Regions from separate parts of the Mus musculus genome. Here region 1 is linked to region 2. Evidence: chromatin contacts called from public HiChIP or PLAC-seq data. All regions are on one chromosome and are shown on one strand. Each heading gives the region's core, a stretch centred on a gene start, on an enhancer-like site or on the middle of the called end of the contact. The rest is flanking DNA. Distances are from core to core; before and after follow the strand shown. Region 1 holds the start of Ccdc163 (coiled-coil domain containing 163). Region 2 overlaps Tesk2 (testis-specific kinase 2).

What was found. HiChIP or PLAC-seq counts read pairs in DNA pulled down with a chosen protein or histone mark.
Region 1: an H3K27ac HiChIP or PLAC-seq map of embryonic stem cells shows a contact between it and region 2, with 13 read pairs. The contact joins the promoter of Ccdc163 here to the enhancer-like site in region 2. A contact is called at or near these places in 1 of 39 promoter capture datasets (macrophages), 2 of 15 datasets of contacts at CTCF or cohesin (the NIH/3T3 cell line and embryonic stem cells), 8 of 484 Hi-C or Micro-C datasets (the G1E-ER4 cell line, the HL-1 cell line, bone marrow-derived macrophages and 4 more), 9 of 115 datasets of contacts at active chromatin or transcription factors (the SCID.adh cell line, bone marrow-derived macrophages, embryonic fibroblasts and 5 more) and 3 of 9 other capture datasets (adipose tissue, liver and pancreatic islet).

What each region holds. Positions count from the first base shown.
Region 1 is chr4:116,705,508-116,710,417 of GRCm38.p6, forward strand. It overlaps Ccdc163 (coiled-coil domain containing 163), which reads left to right and starts at 3,088. Exons shown (of 10, transcript NM_026714.3): 1 at 3,088-3,587; 2 at 3,733-3,766; 3 at 3,931-4,112; 4 at 4,217-4,298; 5 at 4,594-4,777. The coding sequence starts at 3,510. It overlaps Mmachc (methylmalonic aciduria cblC type, with homocystinuria), which reads right to left and starts at 2,878. Exons shown (of 4, transcript NM_025962.3): 1 at 2,731-2,878; 2 at 374-568. The coding sequence starts at 2,811.
Region 2 is chr4:116,764,343-116,769,246 of GRCm38.p6, forward strand. The region is part of intron 3 of Tesk2 (testis-specific kinase 2); the gene reads left to right. Among named protein-coding and RNA genes, the nearest start is that of Toe1, 41 kb to the right of the region's middle. Within about 2 kb of position 2,554, at least 11 of the 459 cell types and tissues checked have an H3K27ac peak or open chromatin away from gene starts, as enhancers often do. A contact at or near this core is called in adipose tissue and embryonic stem cells, where this site is marked.

The DNA of each region.
Region 1 (4,910 bases), core at 1,838-4,337, 58 kb before region 2:
GATTTCAGATGGGGAGTCTGCTAAAGGAAAGGGTAAAACCTGGGTGTAAGAAGTTGCAGAATAGGGGGCTGGTGAGATGGCTCAGTGGGTAAGAGCACCCGACTGCTCTTCCGAAGGTCCGGAGTTCAAATCCCAGCAACCACATGGTGGCTCACAACCATCTGTAACAAGATCTGACCCCCTCTTCTGGAGTGTCTGAAGACAGCTACAGTGTACTTACATATAATAAATAAATAAATCTTTAAAAAAAAAAAAAAAAAAAAAGAAGTTGCAGAATGTCAGGGCTCCTAGCCCTAAGGCTAGATTGTGCCCTAAGCTAGGTCAACAGGGAAGCAGATGTGGATTTGGGAGTTGAAGGAAAGTTCCACATTACCTCTGTAACACTCCTCAGGTGGTAGGACACACATTGATCCACCGGGTCTCTCAGTGTTTGGAAGTGGCAGCTCTTTAAGAAGGGTTTGAGGGCTCTGTCAAACATAGCAGGTGTGCTGAGTACCAGGAAGGCCAGGGTAGGTCCTGGGAAGGGCAAGTGGAAGGCTGGAGGCAGGAGTTCATTGTACCACGCCACCTGGAACACAGAAAGCTCAGGCAGTTGGATCTCTGAGTTTGAGAACAGTCTGGTTTACAGAGCAAGTTCCAGGACAGCCAGGGATACACAGAGAAGCCCTGTCTTTTTTTTTTTTTTTTTTTTTTTTTTGGGGGGGGGGTGGGGAGAATTAAAAAAAGAAAAAAGAAAAAGAAAGAAAGAAGCTGGGCGTGGTGGCGCACGCCTTTAATCCCAGCACTTGGGAGGCAGAGGCAGGTGGATTTCTGAGTTCAAGGCCAGCCTGGTCTACAGAGTGAGTTCCAGGACAGCCAGGGCTACACAGAGAAACCCTGTCTCGAAAAAACAAAACAAAAAAAGAACCCCATCCCCCCGCCCCTCTCCCCCACCAAAAAAAAAAAAAAAGGAAAGAAAAAAAGAAGGAAATGCACTAGGGGAAGGCTTGAGAGATTAGTAGGAGAGAGGTTGGGCCTGGCCTTACATATCAACTTAAAAACTATGGCACCAACTTGGTGAAGATGAGGAGTCATTTAACCCTTAAAAGAATAAAGTGACCAATAATTGCATTACTAAGATCTGGTTGCGCTGTAGAGAATGGATTGGAGCCAAGATGGCAGCAAGGAGATTATAATAATTCATATGTGAGAAGTGTTCTGGGATATAGGATAGGTTGGTGGGCTAAAAACAACAACCTGTGTTTGGAAGATTCAGGTGATATTCATGGTGGCTGTTGGATATAGGACTGGAAAGGTGAGTAGCAAGACCTTAGGAGACAGGCGGGGCTAACTCTGCTCAGTATAATAGTTCCTATTATCCAGACTAGACACACACAAGTTTAAAATAAGATGGGGTCTCACTATAGCTCTGGCTGACCTGGAGCTTGCTATGTATATCAGGCTGGTCTGGAAGACTCGGCCTCCTGAGTGCTGGGGTCAAAGGCTTCAGCCACCATGCCTCACATTCACATAGGCACTTCTATTCTTTCCCATATCTGCCTTCCATCACTACCTTCCATCACTGCCTCCAAATTCTGACTTTTAAAAAAAGATTTAGTTACTTATTTTATGTATGTGAGTACACTGTAGCTGTCTTCAGACACACCAGAAGAGGGCATCAGATCCCATTACAGATGGTTGTGAGCCACCATGTGGATGCTGGGATTTGAACTCAGAATCTCTGGAAGAGCAGTCAGTGCTCTTAACTGCTGAGCTCTCTTTCCAGTCCCAATCTGACTCTAGAATGTACATAATTCTCCTCTCCTTTCAATCCATCTTTTCATATACATTTCTCTGTTTTTGTGCTGGTGACTGAGATTTGCAAATGCTAAGCCAGCACTCTAGCTAGCTAGCCATCCACCTATCAGATAAATTTCTGATAGATGGATAGATAGATATACATCTCACTTAGTTTTATAGCCTCAGCTTTCAATTTTGTTTTTGCCTCATTACTAGGAATTGAACCCAAGACCTCAAGCATGGCTTTCAAACTAGACTTAACTTCTCAATAGTATCTTCTTACAAGTCTTCCCCTGGAAAGCTCAATGGCCTAGGAATCTTAAGATAGGCCAAAGGACACAGGCGGATTTTAGTTTGTGTCTTAAACATAATTTTGTTCACTCAGCACTGTGGGAGGAAAGTGTGGAATAGGGCGGGGCTGGGTGGGGTGGAGAGGGACTGTGGTTACAGAGACTTCTGTACCAGGCGAGCGTGAGGAATTTCTATGCTCAGTCCCGTATTGATGGCAAGCAACACCATGAATTAGCCTTCTGTTGGCTGGCCGAACAAACTAGCCAATTGTCTCTTGTTCAACATTAGGAATACTCTTCTCTCTTCATCTGATCGAGTACACTGTCACACCAACCTTCCAAGTTTTGACCTCTTCTAATTCCTTTGGAAGAATCTGATGATCCCGCCCACACCGGGAGACCGTTTTCTGGTAAATTATAATGATGACAGGTTAGGGGATCTTGGGCTGTATCCCATTCATTTGTTTGACATCATAAAGACATAAAAGGGCAAACATGTGTTTCTCTACGTTTTTTAATCAAGCCCCATTTTACAACACGACCTGGTCATCAGATGGCTGCAGTAGGTTGAGAGGATCAGAAGGGCTCACCGGCCTTCACACTTTTGGCACCAAGGCCAATCCTAGAGCTCACCCTAGGACCACAGGGAAGACAAACCAACCTGGAAGGGATAAACTTCGAAGCCAAAAGGACACAAGGTGTCCTCAATCTTCTGCTTCAGCTCTGCGACTCGCGGCTCCATAACGCACGCTGAACGCTGAGCTTGCTGGGAAATGGAGTCTCATAGCTAACTTAGGCTTGTATGCGTCCATCAGGGCTGGACTACATTTCCCAAGAAGTAAAGGAATAGTAACGGACTCAACTGACTCTGCACGGTGCATCTTGGTACACGTAGTTACTTTTGTCCTTGTAGCCCAAACATAACCGAGTCTGGAAGACTCCGTGTCCCGACGAGCTTCACGGGAGGTGTGAGTGTGAACGCACAGGGCACGTATTTCCAGGGAAACGTATTTCCGCCCTCTATTGCCTGTGGTCTCCGCAAGAAGCGGACTCAGTTTCCCGGGTGGCGCTGCGGCACCGGTACTTAAAATCTCATTCTCCGCCTACCAGAGTTTGAACTCTTGAGCGGCACTTGTCACTTGTCTCAGTGGTGATAGCGTCCTTGATTTGTGGAGGTCTCAACCAAAATTCGGTTCATTCTACCCTCTCGATATTATTCTGTTTTCTTCCCCCCTCCCCGACCCCCCACTTTTCAAAGTACTCTGTTCCGTAGTTCTAGATTCACAGTATTGCTATCGCACTGTTTCTGTAGCCCTAATATATTCCCACTTTCCTTATTTCCATCTAACTCTGTGGCTTGTCCTGGGCTGGCCCGCGGGTATCTGAGTGTGGAAGAGCAAGAACAGGGAAAGTTAGAGACGCAATTTCAAGTGCTCCAGGATGAACAGGAGCCCTAGCTGGTCTGATCAGCTTCATGCGGTTCTCAGTTCAACTGATGAAAATATGGCCCGGATTAAGGTAAGAGGGGGACCTCTGGGATCCCCATCTAACCCCTCCCATTGGGAGGCTAGGCTAGGGCTTAGTAAAGGGCACTGAGAGCTCACTGGCTTGTTGAACTGTTTGCTGGTTTTTTTTTTTTTTTTTTTTTTTTTTTTTTTTGTAGCAGAGTTTGTATCCCTTTCGAGTTTCCTCTACAGGTAAGTATTGTCTTTTCTCCCAGCCCTTTGTCTTCTCAGAGCCTCCTTTCTTTCAGTGCCTGCCTGTACAGCTCACAGTTCTGTACAAATCCCAGCTACTTCCTGTCCTCTGATTTCCTACACAGACAGACCCTGCTCTTGTCCCTTCCCTATTCCCACAATAGGGGACCTGGCTGACACCTGGACTTCTCATCGCTTACCTCCTCAGCCAGAGGCCCAAGCTCAACAGCCTTGGGCTCTAAAGACTCCCACTCTTGGAGAGAGACTGAGCTGTACTGAAGCCCACAGCTCCTCTCTCTGGGATGAAGTTACTAAACTCCGATCCCAGCTTCAGGCTCAGGCTCAGGTGAGGTATTAGGGGTATGTACGTGGTGATAATGTGAGACGAGAATATTAGGAGTTGGGACAATGACTTAGAAAGGAATGTCTGGGTTTTCTCTGCTTGGGTAGGTGACTGAGGCGCTGAAGCATTCTGTACAGAGCCTGTTGAAGGATCGGGAGCAACATATGTTCAAGATCAGTGCTCTAGAAGGTATTGGGCCAATTCTTTTCTATGTATGGCACACAGAGTTTTAAAATGGAAACCAAGAGTTTTGCACATGCTAATGATCTGTGCTCTACCACTGATGTACATACAGCTTTCGAGTTTTGCACATGCTAATGATCTGTGCTCTACCGCTGATGTACATACAGCTTTCGGTTGTGGGGCTTAGCCTTTTAGTGAATGGGTGAGCTTCTCTCCCTCCAGCCCTACACAGCTTTACCTATGTGTCATTTGCTCTCATGTGAGTCTCTTAGAGCCACTGACCTTACTTTCCCCTCTACAGCATCACTAAAACTGCTGCAGGAGGGCCCCAAAGGGAGAGCCCTTCTGGAGCAATGCCTGGAAGGGCTGAAAAAGGAACTGCAGGGCCTTCGGAGTCAGGTTCAAGAGCTAGTCCAAAACCAAATGAAAGCAAGACCAGGAAAGTTGGGTCCTGCCAGTGGCTTTCACCAAGAGCTGCAGAGTGAGTAAGTGATGGGCAAGGCTTCACCCTTTTGGTTGTTTGTTTAAGATGTGCTTCTTGGGGGCTGGAGAAATGGCTTAGAGGTTAAGAGCACTGACTGCTCTTCAAGAGGTTCTGAGTTCAATTCCCAGCAACCA
Region 2 (4,904 bases), core at 1,304-3,803:
CAGTAGAAGCTCCAAAATAGTCTTGTGTGTGTGAAGAGAAAGGGTAATCTTCATGAAAACATCAGAGAGATGGTTGAAATTACAGCTGTGAATAGATTCTACGAGAGCCAGCTTGGAAAGGCAATTTTAGAGTGTGTGTGTGTGTGTGTGTGTGTGTGTGTGTGTGTGTGTGTAAGGGAATACTGTGGTTGAAACTAGAACCTTGAACATAATAAGCAATCTGCAGTCCCCAGCCTTCCTTTTTTTAAGATTTATTTTTATTTATTTATTTTTTTGTGTGTATGAATGTTTTATTTACATGTGTCTGTGCACCATGTTCCTACACAGAGGCCAGAAAATGTAGATGGTCGTATATGTGCTGGGAAATGAACTGAGGTCCTCTCAAGGGCAGCTTGTGCTCTCAAGTGCAGAGCCATCTCTCCAGCTCCAACAGTTCTCCCATTTTTTTATTTTTTATTTTATTTTTATTTTGGGGGGGTTTCGAGACAGGGTTTCTCTGTATAGCCCTGTCTGTCCTGGAACTCACTTTGTAGACGAGGCTGGCCTCAGAAATCTGCCTGCCTCTGCCTCCCGAGTGCTGGGATTAAAGACGTGGGCCACCACGCCCGGCTTTATTTTTTTATTTTGAAACCTAATCTCAATAAGTTGTCTAGGATGGCCTTGAAATAACCCTGTTCAGGTAGACCTTGCATTTGCAATCCGCTTGCCCATCTTTCTAAGCAGCTGGAGCTACAGGTCTGTCCCACGAGGTTCAACCAATGTGAGGAACTTAGCGACATAATATGTGGCCTCACTGTAGCCCAGCAGATGCCATGTTTGCTATATTAACACTACTTGTAGATTTTTGTTGTTCTTCTTGCTTTTGTTTTTTTTTTTTTTTTGAGACAGAGTCTCTCTATGTATCGCTGACTGTCTTGGAGCTTGATCTGTAGATCAGACTAGCCTCAAATTCAATAGATTTACCTACCTTAGAGTGATGGGATAAAGCAACTGTACTGCCACACCTGGCTTGTTTGGAGATGTCCTTAACTAAATTTTAAAGGATTGGTAGAATTTTTGAAAAGTAGGTTCCAAAAATACTTCTTCAAGCAACAGTGTAAACGTATGAGAACTTAGACCCTAAGCAGGAGTGGCAAGTTATATAACTACAATAAAGAATGATGTTAGATGTGATAGGAGATAAGGAGGGCTGGACCAGAACGTTCAGACCTTTTGCAGTTTTTGTGTTTATTATTTTTCATTTTTAGGTCTTTGGGGACAGAATCTCATGTTGTCCCAGCTGGCCTCGGCCTTTCAGTGGACCTGAGAATACCTTAGAACTGTTGTCTTCTGAGTCCCGCTCCCACAGGCTGAGGCTGTACCTTTGTGCCACCATGCCCTGCTCTCAGTACTGAGTAACACGTTGAGGAATTTAGTCCGCAATCAGGGCTGTAAAACTTTCAGTAACCAGGAGCTCAGGAAGGAAAGGGGTTGGGTTTTGTTCCTTTAAATTATTTATTTTAATCTTTTTTTATATGTATATGCATTTTACCAGCATGTGCATATGTGTGTGTACCAAGTGAATGTCTGGTTCCCACAGAGGTCACAAGAAGGTATTAGACCTCTTGGAACTGGGAGTTACAGATGGTTGTAAGCCACCATGTGGGTGCCAGGAACCAAAGGAACCAGTGCTCGTAATTTTTTAAAGTTTAAAAAAATTTTTTATTTTATGTATATGAGTGTTTTGCCTGCTTATATGTAAATGTGCTACATGTATGCAGTGTCCATAGAGGTCAGAAAAGGATGTTGGGTTCCTAATAACTGGAATATAGATAATTGTGGTTCTGAGAACTGGTCTTCTAGACGAGCAGTTATTGGTCTTAACCACTGAGCCATCCATCACTCCAGCCCCAATAAGAAGTCTTTAAAAGAATTAAGGCGGAGAGCGATGGGAGGAGACCTGATGTTGACCTCTGATCTCTTACTGTGCACACATAGAATACTGTATCTGTACTCGCGCACACACACACACACACACACACACACACACACACCAGCACATTTGGAATAGTGTACCTATGTACACACACAAAAACACACATACACACCAAAAATAAATAAATAAAAATAAAACAAGATCCCAATTTTCTTCTTGATATGAATCAGTATATAATATAAAACTGAAAATAACAAATTTGAGCCCTCACTAGCTTTTAAGCACTTGCCTAAGAACGCACTTCCAAGGCCTGGAATGGTGGTGCATTCCTTTAACCTCCAGCACTTGGGAGGCAGAGGCAGGCGGATTTCTGAGTTTAAGTCCAGCCTGGTCTACATAGTAAGTTCCAGGACAGCCAAGGCTGCACAGAAAAACCCTGTCTTGAAAGAAAGAAAGAGAGAGAAAGAGAAAGAGAGAGAGAAAAAAAGGAAGAAAGGAAGGAAGAAAGGAAAGAAAAGGGAAAAAAGAAAGAAAAGAAAAGAGCACAGCTTCATTCTGAGTCACTTAAGTAAATGCTGGCTCTCATGATTGAGGAGGGAGTGGGCAATCATTCAGAAGCTAGGTGCAGTAGCACAGGAGGAGCACGTGTTCAAGGCCACCCACACATACATTGTAAATTCAAGCCCATCCACCCTGTGCTACAGAAAACAACACAACAGCAGACGCACAAAACAAAATAAACTAAAACAAAGAAAGGGAGGAAGAGAGGCTCAGAATGAATCAGGAAGAGTGTGGTTTTATTTAAGTGCCTCCTGTTTTGAGACTGGGTTTCACTGTGTAGCCCACACTGACCTTGGACTTACAGTCCTGCTGCTGCAGCCAAAGTGCTGGAACTGCAAGTTCATGCCACCATATCTAGATGGCTTTTCAGGTTTTAATGTGGAAATGAACTTGTGCATAGAGCAGGCTGGCCTTAGAGTTCGATGACTCAAAGCCTTTACGTTTTGTAGGCTGGTACTATAAAGATACACCACCACACACAATTTATGTTTATGCTAGGCAAGACCTCTACCCATCAAACTATGCTCCCAGCCCAATGACACCACTTTGAGTGTATCAGTGCTAGTCGGCTGTGTAAGGAATGAGGTCAGGTAGAAAAGCAATGCTCCTAATTGTGATATAATGATGCCAAAGCAGGGTGGGAAAGAAAGCAGGTAGAAGACTGTCATATGATGTCTGTGCCTGTGGTTGTGTTCTGTGAGTGATAGGATGTTATTGCCTGACTTCTTTATAAATACTAATTAAATAAATCAAATACATCTTGGCTTCCCAGCCTAGTGCCTGCCTGGAAATATTCCTCCTTTCTTTTCTTTATGCCTTTGGAGACAAGGTCTCAGTACATAGTGGCAGTAAAATGCTGTTTTATAATCAAGCTCACTGATTGGGTGGTTATGACCTCTCACTCAGTAACTGCTTACACAGAACACTGTGTGTGACCCACACTGTCCATGGGAGCGTAGGAGCTAGGAGCTGGACTCTTTTAAAGAGGTATTTATTAGTAGTATTAATACTGTGTATGGAAGCCAGAGGACAGCTTTGTGGATTTGGCTCTCTCCTCCCTTTGTGTGGGTTCCAAGGATGGCACTCAGGTCATCAGGCCTCGAAGTAGGCTGTTTACCTGTTGTCATCGCCCAAGCTCAAGATCTGCACTTCTTTTTATTTTTTAATTAAAAAAAAAAAGTTTTCAATGTTTTTTTTGTTTGTTTGTTTGGTTGGTTGGTTTGTTTTGTTTTCGAGACAGGGTTTCTCTGTGTAGCCGAACTCAGAAATCCACCTGTCTCTGCCTACCAAATGCTGGGATTAAAGGTGTGCACCACCACCACCCGGCTTCAATGCTTATTTTTATTTTATGTGCATTGCTGTTTTGCTTGCATATACATCTGTTATGAGGATGTCGGATCCCCTGGAACTGGAATTAAAGACTGGTGTAAGCTGCCGTGTGGGTGCTGGAATTTGAGCCCTGGGTCCTCTGGAAGAACAGCTAGTGCTCTTAAGCACTGAGCCACCTCTCCAGCCAGCCCTGCTTTTAATGTTTTTAAACATTTATTTATTTACTTGCTCTGTGTGTGTGTGATAAGGAGATCAGAGGATAACCTGCAGGAGTCTGTTCTTTTTTTCCACAGTATTGGTCTTGGAGATAGAACTCAAGTTGTTCAGCCTAGTGGCAGACGCTTTTACCTGCTGGGGTGCCACACCAGTTCACACTGTACTCTCTTAATATTCCAAGTGGGGGAATCAGTTATGCCATAGAATAACTATACTTTCTAGTTCATATTATGATTGTTTCCTCTTCACAGTGGCTATAGGAGTTAGGCAATCGTAATTACTTCTGTTTTGGGTGTGAAAACACACACCCAGTTGTAGTCTGACTTCAGACTCAGATGGTCTCCGTTGATGCGAACCAGCAGTTACTCAAAGCAGAGGGAACATGCAGACCGGCAGCACGGGAAGAAGGAAGAGCTGTTCTGCTAATAGCCTAGGTCAGCCATGGCATCCTTTGCAGAGATGATGACATTTTAGTTGATCTTGGAAGGGGATTTTTCACAGTTCTATTACTCTGAAGAGATAACATAACCAAGGCAACTCTCATAAGAAAAGACAGTTAATTCCAGGGCCTGCTTACGGTTCCAGAGGCTTAGTCCATTATCATGTTGGGGAACATGGTGCTGGAGCAGTAGCCGAGAGCTAGTTTTCTCCTGATCTGCAGGCGGGGAGAGAGAGAGAGAGAGAGAGAGAGAGAGAGAGAGAGAGAGAGAAGGAAGAAGAAGGAGGAGGAGAAGGAGGAGAAGAAGGAGAAGAAGAAGAGGAGGAGGGAAGGGGAGGGAAGGGGAGAGGAGAAGAGAGATGGGCTTTTGAAACCTCAAAGCCCACTTCTTGTGACATTCTTCTTCCAACAAGGCCACACCTTCTAATCTTTCTCAAATGCCCC